2 separate regions of the Mus musculus genome follow, and region 2 is linked to region 1. A link is a contact called in public Hi-C data. All regions are on one chromosome and are shown on one strand. Each heading gives the region's core, a stretch centred on a gene start, on an enhancer-like site or on the middle of the called end of the contact. The rest is flanking DNA. Distances are from core to core; before and after follow the strand shown.

Region 1 (6,955 bases), core at 313-2,812:
GTTTGCCATCACCTCCAGGCTTCTCCGACTAGCCTTAGGTAAATCCCAGTGTCACCCACAGGCTTCAGCTTCAGTAAGGTATTTAGTGACCACACAGAAGAAGGCTGAGACCATGTGACAGTCACACGAAGGCTTGAGGGAACAGGAGCTGGTTATAAGAGACCTCTACTCTACGCGGGCTTCTTAGGTTTCAGGAAACATGGCTTGAGGGATGGCGCAGCCAGCTCTGTACAATAACAAATCCTGCTGCGAGGGTGTTCTGGGCTCAGCTTGGGTTTCACAATGCCCCTCCCCGCCCCCAACTTCCTCATGCTGGTTATGGATAAGCTGCAAGAGCCGAACCGGGCTAATTCACAAGCTACACATTCATGGACCTTACTTCTTCTCAACAGATACGCATGACATAGATTTCTTAAGCCACAGAACACTACCTGGACAGGCACATGTGCTCACACACTTTTCTTTACAGATGGGAAATGGAGACATGTTAAGAGCATGTGCCGAAGGACAGCAGGAAGGGTGACTAAGGAAAGGGCCACTAGGTCATCCCAACAGTTTCAGGTTCATGGCAAGGACTCAGTAGAAAAAGTTAAAGGACACCAGGAGACCAAGTGCTACAGGTCCCATCCATGGACACCTCTTGACACCTGCCTAAAGGACAACACATGTGCAAAGGTGGTTCTAAAACACAAGCTCAAATTATTCTAGGAAAGAGGAAAGAAAGGTAAAGTGATTTTCAACAGGCCGGATCTGCTCAAGGCTTGCTGCCACCAGGCTGGAGGCCCACGTGGGAACGAGCCGGCTGGAGATGCTTATCGTGGAGGAGCGTGTCGGTAGAAGTCCAGAGCAGCAATATAGAGTAGAGGCATTAGTCATATCTAATCACCTAAATTATTTATATGATTTGGAATAAGTCCAGACTAACTTTAGCCTCAGAAAACCTACCTCCCCCCCAGGATATGCAAACAGATACCTGTCTGTGGGGGCGAGCCAGGCAGGGAGGTAAGTGGGCTGCGTGGCTGCGTGGGGGTTGCATGGGACAGCCCCTCCTCCTCATGAGTGCGTAGACACAGTTTGTAGAACACAACCTTTGAATTGGGGAGTTCAGCTTTCAAATGCTCATTACTAGTTCTCAGCTAATGATGACACAGCTAAACACCGAGTGCTGAAATAACGTTTATAGTGTTCTCTCTTTTCCCTCTCCCCTTCTCTCCTCTCCCCTTCCCTCCCACTCTGTCTATGGACTCATTTTCATATAGGTACAAGTTGGTCCTGGGTTCACAGGGGGACGAGTTGTTCTCTCCAGCACTTTCTTGAAAACTATAGCTTTCTTACTGGTAAAAGTACACTGAGAGAAACTTGATCAAACTAAAGGAGAGAAATCCAGGAATACGTCAAAACTCCACTGAGACAGCACTGCGCCTGCATTGGTGTAGCTGACTTAAACAGAGCAAGCTGACACAATAAATGTTGCTGAGAATTCGGCGACACCTAAACGCTCCTGCCCTCTTTCCTTCCTGCCTGAACCTGGACCTTGGGCCTGGCCACTCCAGGCAGCTGGAGTGCTCCCTCTGTGTGACCTAAGTTCCAAGCAGCTGCCAGGTAGCTCCCTTGGGAGCCAATAACTGGAGAGTCACACTCCATTCCCCTTCTCTCTCTATCTGCTGAATAAATGAACTAGACTATAGTTTCCCAGAGACCGATTCCCACACAGTTGTCATCTCTGCTATTTAAAGTGAGCCTATCCAAGGTCAGTGGATTTGCGGCTTTCTTAGGTGAGTGCAGGGGGCATTGCCTGGAGAAGTCTGCCCAAGAGAACACACACCTTTGGAACTCCTGGCAGCGAGTCAGTAGGAAGAACTCAAAGGAAACCTGGAGAAACGTGAATCTCCTATTCTTACAGGCAATTAAAATAATGCTGTAAAAAAAAATAATGCTGTAGTGAGAAGATGGCTACTCTAGCTACTGTGAGAGAGTTGAGACAATTTAACATCTTTAGCATCTTCCTCAACCTAGACACCCTTGGAAGCCCTGTGTTCAAATTCTGCATGAGTAGTCATGAGTGGCAGCTTGGGCCTGCCCTCTCTGATAACAGGAAAGGATGTACAGGGGCACATTCCTGACACTAAGTTCAAGTAATGACAGAGAGCACCACCAATGTAAAAGGGACACTACTGAGTGGAACTTCTTCCTTATTGGAATTACAGCCAAGCCCGAAGCTGACAGTATTGAGGATGGATACCATCCCCTCCAGCACACCAAGAGGAATAGTCCAATTCTTGATAGTTCCTCATGCTCCTACCCAAAACCCAAAGAAAGAAAGATTGGTTGATGGCCTGGTGGGGACGGAAAGTTTCTAATCCAGCCCTGATCACCTCTCAATAAGTCAGGACCATGGGACAGTTTCCAAAAGAACCTCTGGGGACATTGCCTCCCCCACCCCCCAATGCTCTCCCCCAGGGGGAAGATGGCTACTTTAGCTACTGTGAGAGAGTTGAGACAATTTAACTTCCTTCCCATGGGTTGGGGGGATACCCAAGCCACAAGGCTGGGATCCAGTTTTGAACTAGATGTTTAGAAGGGGGAAAGCTCAGGGGAGGATCCCTATGCAAATTGCCGGGGTGTGGATTTCCCTGAAAGAAGAATACCATTCCATCCTAGGGCTCTGAGCCTTGGGCAGAGCACAGACCACAGCAGTGAACAGGACTGCTTTTTGAAGAGAGGTTGAGAGGGTAAGAACTTCAGGGTTTCCAGGCAGCAGCTCATCACAAAAAGACCCTCACTCAAAGGAGAAAAGCTACTGATCAAACAAACAAACAAACAAACAAACAAAAAAGACCCTTACTCAGGAGGAGCTGGAGGCACAAATGTGGCATTAATACCTAGCGGTGTAAGGGGGACCTTGTTTAACCTCAGAATAACTTCTTGAGAGAGGAAGAGGGGTGCCACTAAGCAGCCCCAGGGGACTCACGCACACAATCGAGCAAACACACACACACACAGCCCTTCAGCATCAGAACAAAGCCTACAGAAGCAGAGACTGGCAAGAGGTCCTAACTACTACTCAGTGAGTCAAATGTCTCCCTGGTTCTGGTTCCGGTCCCCCAGACTCTCCTCTCTGCCCCTGCACCCCAGAGCTAAAGCTTAGAAACAAGGAGTAGAAGTGGGGGTGGGGTTGAGGCTGCATTAGATGCAAGCTGAGGAGTTTGTTTGGAGACAGAGTCTAATTCTGTACTTCAGGCTAGTTCCAAACTCATGGCTTTGTGGGACAGCTTTGTGCATCCTGGGATACCAGGTATGACCCACCACACCTGGCCGCTGAGGACTTTTATAATGTGCCCAGGAACTTCGAAAGGAGGTACTAAACAAATACAGCTGGAAGCTATGCCCAGGGAAGATCAATTCTCGCTTATGTTGTCACCCCAACAAACTAAGCGAGGCTTAAGGAATCACTGACACGATCACCAGGGGTATATACACGTCCACTGCTAGCTCCCTCACAAAGCTGTGTGTTTGAGGACTGTCCACCAGGACTTTCCAGTAGCTTGAGGAAGTCAGAGGTCAGCTGTGGGTCCTTGGTGGCCTCTGTCTGAAGCAGGGCTTCTCGACATTTCTCATGGTCTGAAAAGAGCGAGAGTAGAGGCCCTGACTCAGAGTTCTGTACCCAAGCCTAATTCTCCCGGGTAAGTTAGCACATGCCCCGTATGCACTGGGAAGCAGGCAATATGTGCTCCTTCACCTAACAGCCCTGCCAGGGAATGGCTGCACCCACATTACCAAGCTACATCATCCGAGTTGAACACCCATGGTCCAGATAGCAGCCTGGGACTCCAACTCTGCTGCCTTCTAAAGGAAGACGCAGGCTGGCCCTGCCCACAGTGCTGACCTTGCTGCCGAGGAGACCAGCAGTCAAGTGGGCACAGATCACTATGAGTGTTCACAGTGACTTCAGAACCCGCATCTGCTCATGAGGAGCTGGAAAATGGAACCATTCGCGTATACTGCCAAATCTGTAAAATCCGGCCTCGTGTTAGGTGGATGAGAACATAAACACTGAATCAACCAACCCATCGACCCTGTTCCTTAGTAACTCTGGGAAGGGAACACGAGGACCTGACAACTCCAGTCTGACCTTTAGCAGAAGGACAAAGGCACTATTGAAGGGGAAAAAAACCGAGTCCCGAACAGAATGCACCCGAACTTACACTTGCCAAGCTGTCTGCACTTTGGAATTTTGCAGTGTTTAATGTCAACTGTCCCTAACTGGCCCTGTGGGTCTCTCTGAAATTCCACTATTATAACCCAGCTCTATATGAGGGTTTTAGACAATCAGAAGTCCCTAGAAACCTCTGTGCACTAGGGCACTCAAATCAGGCTTCTGTTAACCTTTGAAAAGCTTACACCAGGAGCTTATCTCAACCAAATTATCCAAGCATCGAGCCTGCCCACTGCTGAATCACTATGCAAATATCAGGGCCCCAGTCATTGAAAATGACAGAAGGGACAAGGTTTGGTGAGCACTGAAGGTGTCCTTACATTCTGCTCTCCGCATGGGGACAAAGACACACCAACTCAGCCTTCTACAGATGACCATGAAAGGGTCTGATTTCAAAGGACCCAGAGCCATCAAGTTGGACAGATGCCAGTCTTCCCTGTGTGGCACTGGCAGGTAACCTGTGTGTTATATCTGTCTTTCTGTGCACTCTTCTAGCTCTTCAACTTAAGGAACTTTATATTTTGTACGTCTCTTGAAAGGCTCCGTCTTCTGACTCATTTCCCCAGGGGGACAGAGCAATCAGAGATGAGTCCTGACATCCAAATAGTGCTGAAAGGGTTGGGTTACTGAATTTCTATTTTAAAGAATAAATAAAAGCATGGTCTGCAAGTTGGCCCAATGAGTAAAAGTTCCAAGCTTGATGGCCTGGGCTGGACCCCAGAACCCACATAAGGGAAGGAGGAGACGACAGACTCCATCAAGCTGTCCTCTGACCTCTATATGCATGCCATGGCATGCACATGCACACACATGCTATAAAGTTAAAAAATTTTAAAGTTGGTCAAATAATATTAATAGGTAGTTCACACACACACACACACACACACACACACACAAAGGAAAGGATTAAAATGCTTAGTAAATACAGGAAGAACTACTTTGTAAATTTAAAAAAGAAGATGAAATAGTGAGATGCATGTAGAGTTGTGTTCTTTGAAAGACTGGCGAGAAACCTCAACATCAACTTTCTAAAGTTCTGGGATCCGTGTGGCATATGCATAAGACCTTATTGGTGAGGGATGTAAGGGCCTTCCATTATATGATCCCTGTGATCCAAGAATCTCACCTGTAAGTGTTGAGGTTTGGCTTTTGCTTATATTGTAAATACAGCCCCTGCCCCCAAGGTCTGATTGCCCCCAGGGATAAGAGTCTGCACAAAGACCCAAGGGAAGCTATATAACCATGTCCCCCAAATTACTTTCCAATTTCCAAGTTATATTCACCAATTCCCTGATTGATGAATAAAGAAGCCTACAGCCAATAACTGGGCAAAAGAAAGCTAGGCAGGGTCATGGGTTCCTGGGCTAGGGGTAAGACTATGAGGGGGAGAGGAAGGTGGGAGAGAAGAAAGATGACATAAGTTGGGATCATGAAAACATGGCCAATGAGGGTGGCCAACGAGTTAAGAGCAGCCCAGAGTAACATAGTAAATAATAACTCAGGGTTATTGATAGGAAATAGGTTTAATAGAGAATAGATATCTGTACAGCTCTAGTGCTGATATATAAATAATAAAAGTTGTATGTCTTTTATTTGGGAACCGAATGATCAAAGGTGGCGTAGAAATTCTGGGTTGGGACTGAATATTTTCCACAACGTGTAAGTTTCTAGTGTAAAGAAAAACTCACACACAGGTAGCCAGTTGCTACACTGGAAGCTCTGGTGATGCCACAAGAGCCTAGTGACCTGGATCCCAGGGTTACCAGTCTTCCCTAGAAATGTACAAAAGTGAGAGGGCTGGAAGCCAGAGCGTGAGCCCCTTGCCTGCAGTGGAGGCCCAGACAAAAGAGCTGAGAGAGGACAAATGGGGGCATCAGTGTTTCATCCCATGGTTAGAGTTTTATTGGATCAGTAAGGCCTTCCAGTTGAGTCCCTCACATATAGGGTGACACAGAGCTAGTGTTGACTTCTCTAGAATTCTAGAACGTAAGAAGAAGGGTAGCTAGCTGCCTTGGCAGCCAAGGAATGATGGAAAAGAGCAGCTGCTTCGGCCTGGCAGGGTCTAGTAGAGAAAATGGATTGATGTGTGATACATAGAACAGAATGAGCCAAAAGAGGGGGTAGGGCTGGTCCTTTAGGACTGTTTAGAGGGGCAATGTGACCTCAGGAGGCAGAACTGGGGACAAGGCCACTGTACCTCCATACTGAGACGGGAAGGAGTTAGAGAATCTTTACAGTACCCTCATGAGAGTCCCTTGAGTTGGCAGCAAACTTTAATCAAGTATGTAACTTGGGAGGCCACTCAGCACAACACAAGTTGTGGAAAGATTTTCTAGTTCCTTTATATCACTCTCCCACCTCCCTACCCAGGAAACTGATGAAATAAAGATGTTGACCTGTGTTCCCCAAGATGTACAGTGTGGATGGGGGTGGGGAAGCGATTTTAATTACAACCCATGTGGTTTATATTAAGCAGCAGACTTTATGAACACTTATGCATATAAACACATAGGAAATGTTTAGAAAGATACAAACATGGATAATGATGGTAGCATACAATAACAGATGCTGAGACTAGGTGGCTGCCGAGCACACAGCCTTAAACCAGGCATTTATACCTTCCCCTCCGAGGCTCAGGAACACTGCCCAAGTGGGATCTGGAAGATTGTAAGAGCTGGAAAATAGGGAATAAAAGCAGCGATATGCAGCTTCTGTGCAATGCACAGTCACGGCTCTCAT
Region 2 (7,092 bases), core at 3,712-6,211, 140 kb after region 1:
TTAACATACTATCACAACACCAATCCTGTTGTCAGCAAAGCATAGTGAGCAAACCAAACCAATGCTCCTTCTCCCAGTGTCTGTGGGGTCATTTGTATACTCCTTCATCGCATTCTTTTACCTGTGTCTGCTTCAGAAAAACATTCTCTCATATGTCTGCTTTAGCAAGACATTCTTTCACCTGTGTGCCCCAGTAAAACATCATTGGACAGAACTGACTTTCCAAAGAGGCTAGGAGTTTCCACTTCAGGTATCAAACAGATGAAAGACTGCTGAGGACTCAGAAGAGAGCACATCTGTTGAAGCCACTACTTTTATCTCTTTAAACTACAGTAAAAAACAGCCCACAGCAGGAAGAGAAAAATGTGTGGAAATGCTAAGATTCAAGTTCAAAGAGGCCATCTTGGAGGATCTTCCACAGTAGAAAGCCCACAGGCCCCCAGGGACAAGAATGGAGCCATATATGAGGTACCTGACATCTCCAGCAGTGATCTTCGGTGAACCAAACCCCGGGCAGAAGCTCTATGTCATCAAGGACAAAAAATCTTCTCTGGCTTCCAAGCCTGTGGTGGTGGAGAGCCTGTGAGAGGCAGCCCAGCTACTGTGCCCTGGGTCCAAAATGCTCAGCATTCAAAGAGTAAGGGAAAGCAGCCCCGCCCACTCTGCTTCACAAAGTCCCCTGGGGAGGGGACAGAATATGCAGAGGAGGACACCAGATAGGCTCATGGTTTAAGGATGGCCTGTGGGCAGGCATGCTATGAGGATGTCTCAGTGCAACAGAGAAGCATGGAGCTAAGAAAGCTCAATAAGAGCTCATGAAATTCTAGACTCCAGTTCCTCAGATGCTGGCAACCTTGGGTTTTGCTTTGAAGCTGAGGGAAGGCCAAGTGCAAGGCCTACGCAGAGAGAAGCAGAAGGATCCCGACAGATCAGTGGTGAACATACAGGTTTAACTAACACGCACCCCGCCCTTCTGGGGAAGACGCGTAATAAAATAGCACTGTGTATCAGGACGTTCTTAGTGATGTGCAACTGTTATGGCAGAAGCCAATTCAAAACCCCATAAAAATATTTCATATCTTTATACTCCTGTATCCTTTTCACAGAGCCTTGCACTGTGGTAGCTGATTTCATTTTTTTTTTTCAGAGCTAGGAAATGAAGCTAAGAACACGGATATTGGGTAAGCATCCTGCCACTGGGTCAACTCCTTCTTCTTTACCTTCTCTTCTGAGACGAGGTCTTACTGGTTACCCCTGGCTGGTCTTTAACTCTGTAGCTCAGGCAGGTCTTGAATTTAACAATCCTCCTGCCTCAGTCTCCTGAGTACCTGGGATTACCAGCCTGCATGACCAGGCTTTGGTTTATTTGATTTTTGTAGTAACTCTTTTTTTTTTTTTTTTTTGGTTTTTCGAGACAGTTTCTCTGTATAGCCCTGGCTGTCCTGGAACTCACTTTGTAGACCAGGCTGGCCTCGAACTCAGAAATCCACCTGCCTCTGTTTCCCAAGTGCTGGAACTAAAGGCGTGTGCCACCACCGCCCGGCTATCATGGTAACTCTATGGACTGGTCCTTATGGGAGAAGAACTGAAAGCTTGTATTGGTACCCAGAATCACCAGGGTTAAACTCTTAATTTGACTAATTCAGAACCGTTGTGTTTGTGTTTTCCCATTAGACCAGGGTTAGAAATACAGGTTCCTCTGTAGCCCCAGATTCCAGAGCTTCAGGTATTCGCGGGGTCAGATTTTTTTTTTTTTTTTAGATTCCAGATAATTTGAGAAATTTCTGTTCAGATTACACAGCTTATTATTATTTTTTTTGATTCAACAAATGAAGAGTAAATTAGAAGCAGAAATTCAATTAACGGTCAAAAGAATATATTTTATGGCTTCGCAAGAAGCAGACAGACACAGAAAGAGAGAACCCTGGGAAACTCCGGGTAATCATGGCATTTCTGGTAATGTGATGTTTGTGAGTGTTTTTCAAAGCATCCTCTATACACCAGGCACGGTTCTGAGCACTTGCACACTTAACTGCCTTTAACCTCACAGCTCCCTCAAACACAAGGAACTGGAAGCACTGATGAACATTGTGTTGGCATCGTCAGTGAGTGCAGTATTTGAGGGTGAGATGCCCACTAATGGACTGAGTCAGAGACCAGTGGGGCAGGGAGAGGCAGGACTCCCCCTGCCAAGGATGCTGTGCTGGCTTGAATGGGAACGGCCCCATGGGCTCACAAGTTTAAATACTTAGCTTCCTGCTGATGGAACTGTTTCAGAAGGATTGGGAGGTGTGGCCTTATTAGAGGAGTTATATCTCAGGGACTCCCCTCCCCCACTGTGAGGTTTCAAAAGCCTCCTGCCAGCTTGAGTTTGTTCCCTGTCTCCTGCTTGCAGCTTGAGATGTGAGCTCTCAGCTGTTCCTGCCGTCAGGCCTTTCCTCCACCATTGTGGACTCTAACCCTTTGGAATGGTAAACCCAATAAATCACTTTATATATATGTTGCCTTGGTCATGATGTTTTATCACAGCAATAGAAAAATGCCCAGTACAGACACCCGTGTTGCCTCCTTCCTCCTCCCATTGTGTGCATGGAGGGCAGCTTCACTCTTGCCCAAAGCTCTCCATTCTACCATGCTGACTTGTCTAACTCCATGTGAACTTTTGCTATTGCTGTTGTTCTTGGGTGGTTTCTTTCTGTAGTTGTGTTATCTTGTTTTAGGATAGCTTACACCGTAGCCCAGGCTGACCTAGAACTTCCTATGTACCCTAGGCTGGCCTCAGGTCTTTGTGCCACAGATTACGGCTCCCCTTCTTTGTCCTTAAAGCCACCGGTTCTTTCCCAGGGCTCTCTAAATAGGGGTCAGGTAGCCCATACCTTTGAGTTACTCTTGTCTCCTAAAACTGATTCTGTCTGCTCCTCTCTCCCCTCCCCCATGGCAGTTAATGACCTGAGCATCCATTCCAGTCATCCTGTCAGAGGGGCCACGGCATTCCTGAGTCTCTCTTGTTTTCTCATTGGTTTACCACTCAGTCTCGAGGATACTAATGTGTAAACACCTTTCCAGCCTCTGTACTTCTCTCCCTGTGTCTTAGTTTCTGTCCTATTGCGGTGACAAGACACCTTGATCAAGGCAACTTATAAGTGAAACCATTTTTGGGGGGCCTTGCTTACAGTTTTAGAGGATAGTTCATTTCTATTATGGCGGGAGCATGGCATCAGGCGGGCAAGCATGGTGCTAGGGGAAGTGGCTGAGAGCCGCCATCCTAATCCACAGGTAGAGAGTGAGACTGTGCCTGTCTTAGAAATCTTAAAGCCCATCCTAGTGACACACCCCCTTCTAAGAAAGCCACACCTCCTAATCCTTCCTAAACAGTGCACCAACTGGGAACCAAGCATTCAAATGTAGGAGTCTTGGGGGTCATTCTTATTCATACTGTCACTACCTCTGGTCACCACCCTTCTTTCTTGGCTCTGTGCAGTGGTGTCTTCTGTCCTGGTCTCACTCAGACTTTCTGCTCAGCGGGAAGAGTGATCTTTGTGAGCAAGGCTGACCTGACACTCTCCTTACAGACCCGCACTGAGTCTTCACTGAAGCTGACGTCTACACCCTGCATTTGAAGAGACAAGGACTTCGGGATGTGGTTCTCACTGTGCTAGTATCACTTCCCAGCCTCCCCTGCTACTACTCTGCTAGGCCTGACCTTTTCTTTGTTATGTGACCAACTTGGTGACCTCTGACTCAGGAGGTCATTTCTCGTTTCTCCAGTGTGCTTGGGCTCAGGTTGCTAAAATTCCTTCCCAGAGGAAGTCATAAGCACCTTGTACTTTTTCTAAGCTCCCAGTGACCAATGGAGGCATTACTCACCACTTTGGAGAACCAAAGTGTTTATTGGGCTTCCTTACAGAACATAGGTGAGGAATTAGTTACTGGAGTGTGGCACTTTTGTTGCAAAGAAAAAAAAACCAACCAAGTGACTGTCCTGGAAAGCATTTACCCAGCAGGGATGATGACTGCCATAGCCACAGAGAAGGAGTTCTCTTCCCTTAGCTTCCTAACTGGTTAAGTCTAGTCCCTCCTCAAGGCCAAGGCCTTCTGCTCTTAGGGATCAAGAGTTTTGTTTAACCCTGAATCTTGGGAGCTGGAGAAAAAAATCCTCAGATTCTTTTATAGTCCCTGACCTTGAGCAGCCTCCCCAGATGGCATGCTTATAGTCCCTGACCTTGAATGGCATAGTCCCTGGGTGGCATAAAAAATGCAGAAGGAAGGTACTCAAGGGAGGACCTGGGTGTGGTGACCAATGTGTGTAATATCAGCCCTCAGAAGGCAGACGCAGAAGAATCCTAAATTCAAGGCCAACCTGGGGGACAGTATGAGATGTGGTCTTAAGCAGTCAAGCAAGCTAATAAAATCACCTTGAGGGCTGGAGAGATGGCTCAGCCGTTAAAGGCTAGGCTCACAACCAAAAATCACCTTGAGAACACTCAGCAGGCCGTGAAAGATTCTGCTTGGGCAAACGTAAGAGGGTTTCATAGAGGAGGTAGGCTCCTGGCTTAACTTTTGAAAGAAAAGTTGGAATGGGAAGCAATTCCAGGCAGAAGGAAGAGCTAGGAGGATGTCGGGTTGGAGACGTGGGGGTGGGGGTGGGGGTGGGGTGGGTAGTGGCTAGGAAGGCTGGGTGTAAATGAAGGTGTGCAAATCTCAATATGGTACCTAGAGCAACCACATCACCCTCAACTGGGAAAGGACATGCAGATCTGGGTGTTCCACTGGGTGTCAACTGTCATATTTTAGGCTTGGCATCTGTAGACATTCATTTTTTTATTGTCTTTGAGATCCTGGGGGCAATGCATTTCCGTGAGTGTTGGTGCTGACCATGCCAGCGAGTGCTGCTGTTGTGTTATAACCTCTGCCTGGGCTTGGTGCCCAGCCAGGCTTGTTACCTCCTCTGTGTCCTCTGTGAGTCACAATCACTTTCTCACATGGCCCTTCCCAACTAATTCCTGGAAGTTAAAGCAGGATGTGGCAGAGCACACCTGGAATCCCAGGACTCTGTGGACAGGGACGAGAAGATGGCTGTAGGTTTGAACCCGGCTAGTCTACATAGTGAGTCCTGAGTCAGCCAGGACTACATAATGAGACTGTGTTGAGAGGGAGCATTTTGGGAAAGGAAGGAAGAGAGAGAGAGAGAGAGAGAGAGAGAGAGAGAGAGAGAGAGAGAGAGAGAGAGAGAGAGAGAGAGAGAGAGAGAGAGAAGGTGTCATATGCAGCATGTTCCAGGCACTCCCCACACCTTATGTAGGCCTGTTTTCTTCCATCACATTGCTCAGCCTCAACCCCATGTTCTGCTTTCTGTTTTCTTTCTTGTCAGCTCTTCCAGCCCCAGTAGAAGGTGGAATTTACAAAAGCAAAGTCTTATGTTTTTTCCTTCACTGGTATATTCTCCATGCTAGCACAGAGCCTGTCATGTGATGAGCAAATTATACCACATAACTTGTGATGGTTTGAATACCCTTGGCTCAGGGAGTGGTGCTACCAGGAGGTGTGGCCTTGTTGGAGGAAGTGTGTCACTGTGGTAGTGGGCTTTGGGACCTTCCTCCTAACCATGTGGGAGCCAGTCTTCTCCTAGCAGCCTTCAGGTGATGATGTAGAACTCTCAGCTTCTCCCGCACCATGCCTGCCTGCATGCTGTCATGCTCCTGCCTTGATGATAATGGACTGAACCTGTGAACCTGTAAGACAGTCCCAATTAAATGTTGCCCTTATAAGAGTTACTTTGGCCATGGTGTCTGTTCACAGTAGTTAAACCCTAACTAAGAAACCTCCTAGGTAGCTTCAGTTAAATTCATCGGCTAAGCCATAATTTTGCCCCTAATCCAAAGACAGTTCACCGTTTATTAAATTCCACAAGCTGAGCCTATTAAATCCTACATGTTGGGAGTTCTCGAGACAGAAACTGACCCCGGATGGGGCTAGAGAAACGCACCACTGAAAGAACCCAGAAGAGTGAAGAGGTAGAGAAGAGGGTTGTGGAAGGAGTCTGGTGAGAGCAGACAGGTGGAAAAAGAGGAGCCGACCTAATGATGGAGAAATTCCAGCCTCAAAAGTCCAGAAAATGTCTCAGAAACTGAGGCCCAGGTGAAAGAGCTGCTAGAGGCTCCTCTGTTGTCTCTCTCCTCTAGACAACATCCTGGGTGTCCACAAAGCCTGGCCATGGAGCTAGCATCCTTTTCCTTAGCGACTAAATGTTCTAAAAGCAGCCCATCGTGAACAAGATAACTCGAGGATCTCCAGTTCCTTCACCAGATTCAGTTGACAATACAAACCCAAGGGCCCATCTGACCACTATGCAGCTCCTGTGAGCAGAGCTGACTCTCCTGGGCCTCCTTTGCTGCCAGGAAGGAACATGGCTGGGACACATGTCCTTGTCCTTTTAGGCAGCAATGCTCAGTTGTTTCTCAATACAATGTGGTTTCCTCATGGGAAACCTGTGTGATTCACTTTGAATTCGTCCTTCCTTTTCACTACACTGTGGGAAAAGGTCAGAGTGAGATCTTGTTCCTAAGCCAAGTCAGCAAACATGATCCCATATTTACTGTTCTAGCATGGCCCTGGGGCGGCTCTTTTGAGGCAGACAAAGGTGAGGTGGGGGGGGGGGTCAGAAGTTTGAGTGTGTGTGTGGGGGAGGGGGAAGACTGTGCCACCCCATTCCATCCCCACCCACATGGCCTCCCTAAGAACCTCCTTGTTACCTGATGTGCCACGGGGCCTCAGTCCCTCAGCCTTTTATTTGTCCTGAGTCATTTCCAGGGCATGGACCTGGAAAGTTTTCTAACTATCCAGATACAAGGCCAATTTTTCTAGTGTACCTAGAATAACTCTAAATCATTTTGTTGTGGCACTGCCTGACATGGAGGGTGTTAGAGGCCATACAGTTTTGTTAAATGAAAAGCATTGTCCAGATAGCATGATATCCAAGATGACTCACTACATTTTTTTTTTGACAGATGGTCATTATGTAGACCAGGCTAGCCACAGACTTACAGAATAGGCCTACCTTTGCATCCCAAGTACTGAGATTAAAGGCACGCC

What was found. Hi-C and Micro-C count contacts between places; a contact is called where the count stands out from the background.
Region 2: a contact with region 1 is called in a Hi-C map of liver, with 2.7 times the contacts expected there. The contact joins two enhancer-like sites. A contact is called at or near these places in 3 of 484 Hi-C or Micro-C datasets (bone marrow-derived macrophages, liver and nephron progenitors) and 1 of 115 datasets of contacts at active chromatin or transcription factors (pancreatic cancer cells).

The regions. Positions count from the first base shown.
Region 1 is chr13:95,778,664-95,785,618 of GRCm38.p6, forward strand. All of the region lies in intron 2 of Iqgap2 (IQ motif containing GTPase activating protein 2), which reads right to left. Among named protein-coding and RNA genes, the nearest start is that of Gm32702, 18 kb to the left of the region's middle. Within about 2 kb of position 1,563, at least 15 of the 459 cell types and tissues checked have an H3K27ac peak or open chromatin away from gene starts, as enhancers often do. A contact at or near this core is called in liver, where this site is marked.
Region 2 is chr13:95,917,895-95,924,986 of GRCm38.p6, forward strand. No RefSeq gene overlaps it. Among named protein-coding and RNA genes, the nearest start is that of Gm24032, 24 kb to the left of the region's middle. Within about 2 kb of position 4,962, at least 15 of the 459 cell types and tissues checked have an H3K27ac peak or open chromatin away from gene starts, as enhancers often do. A contact at or near this core is called in liver, where this site is marked.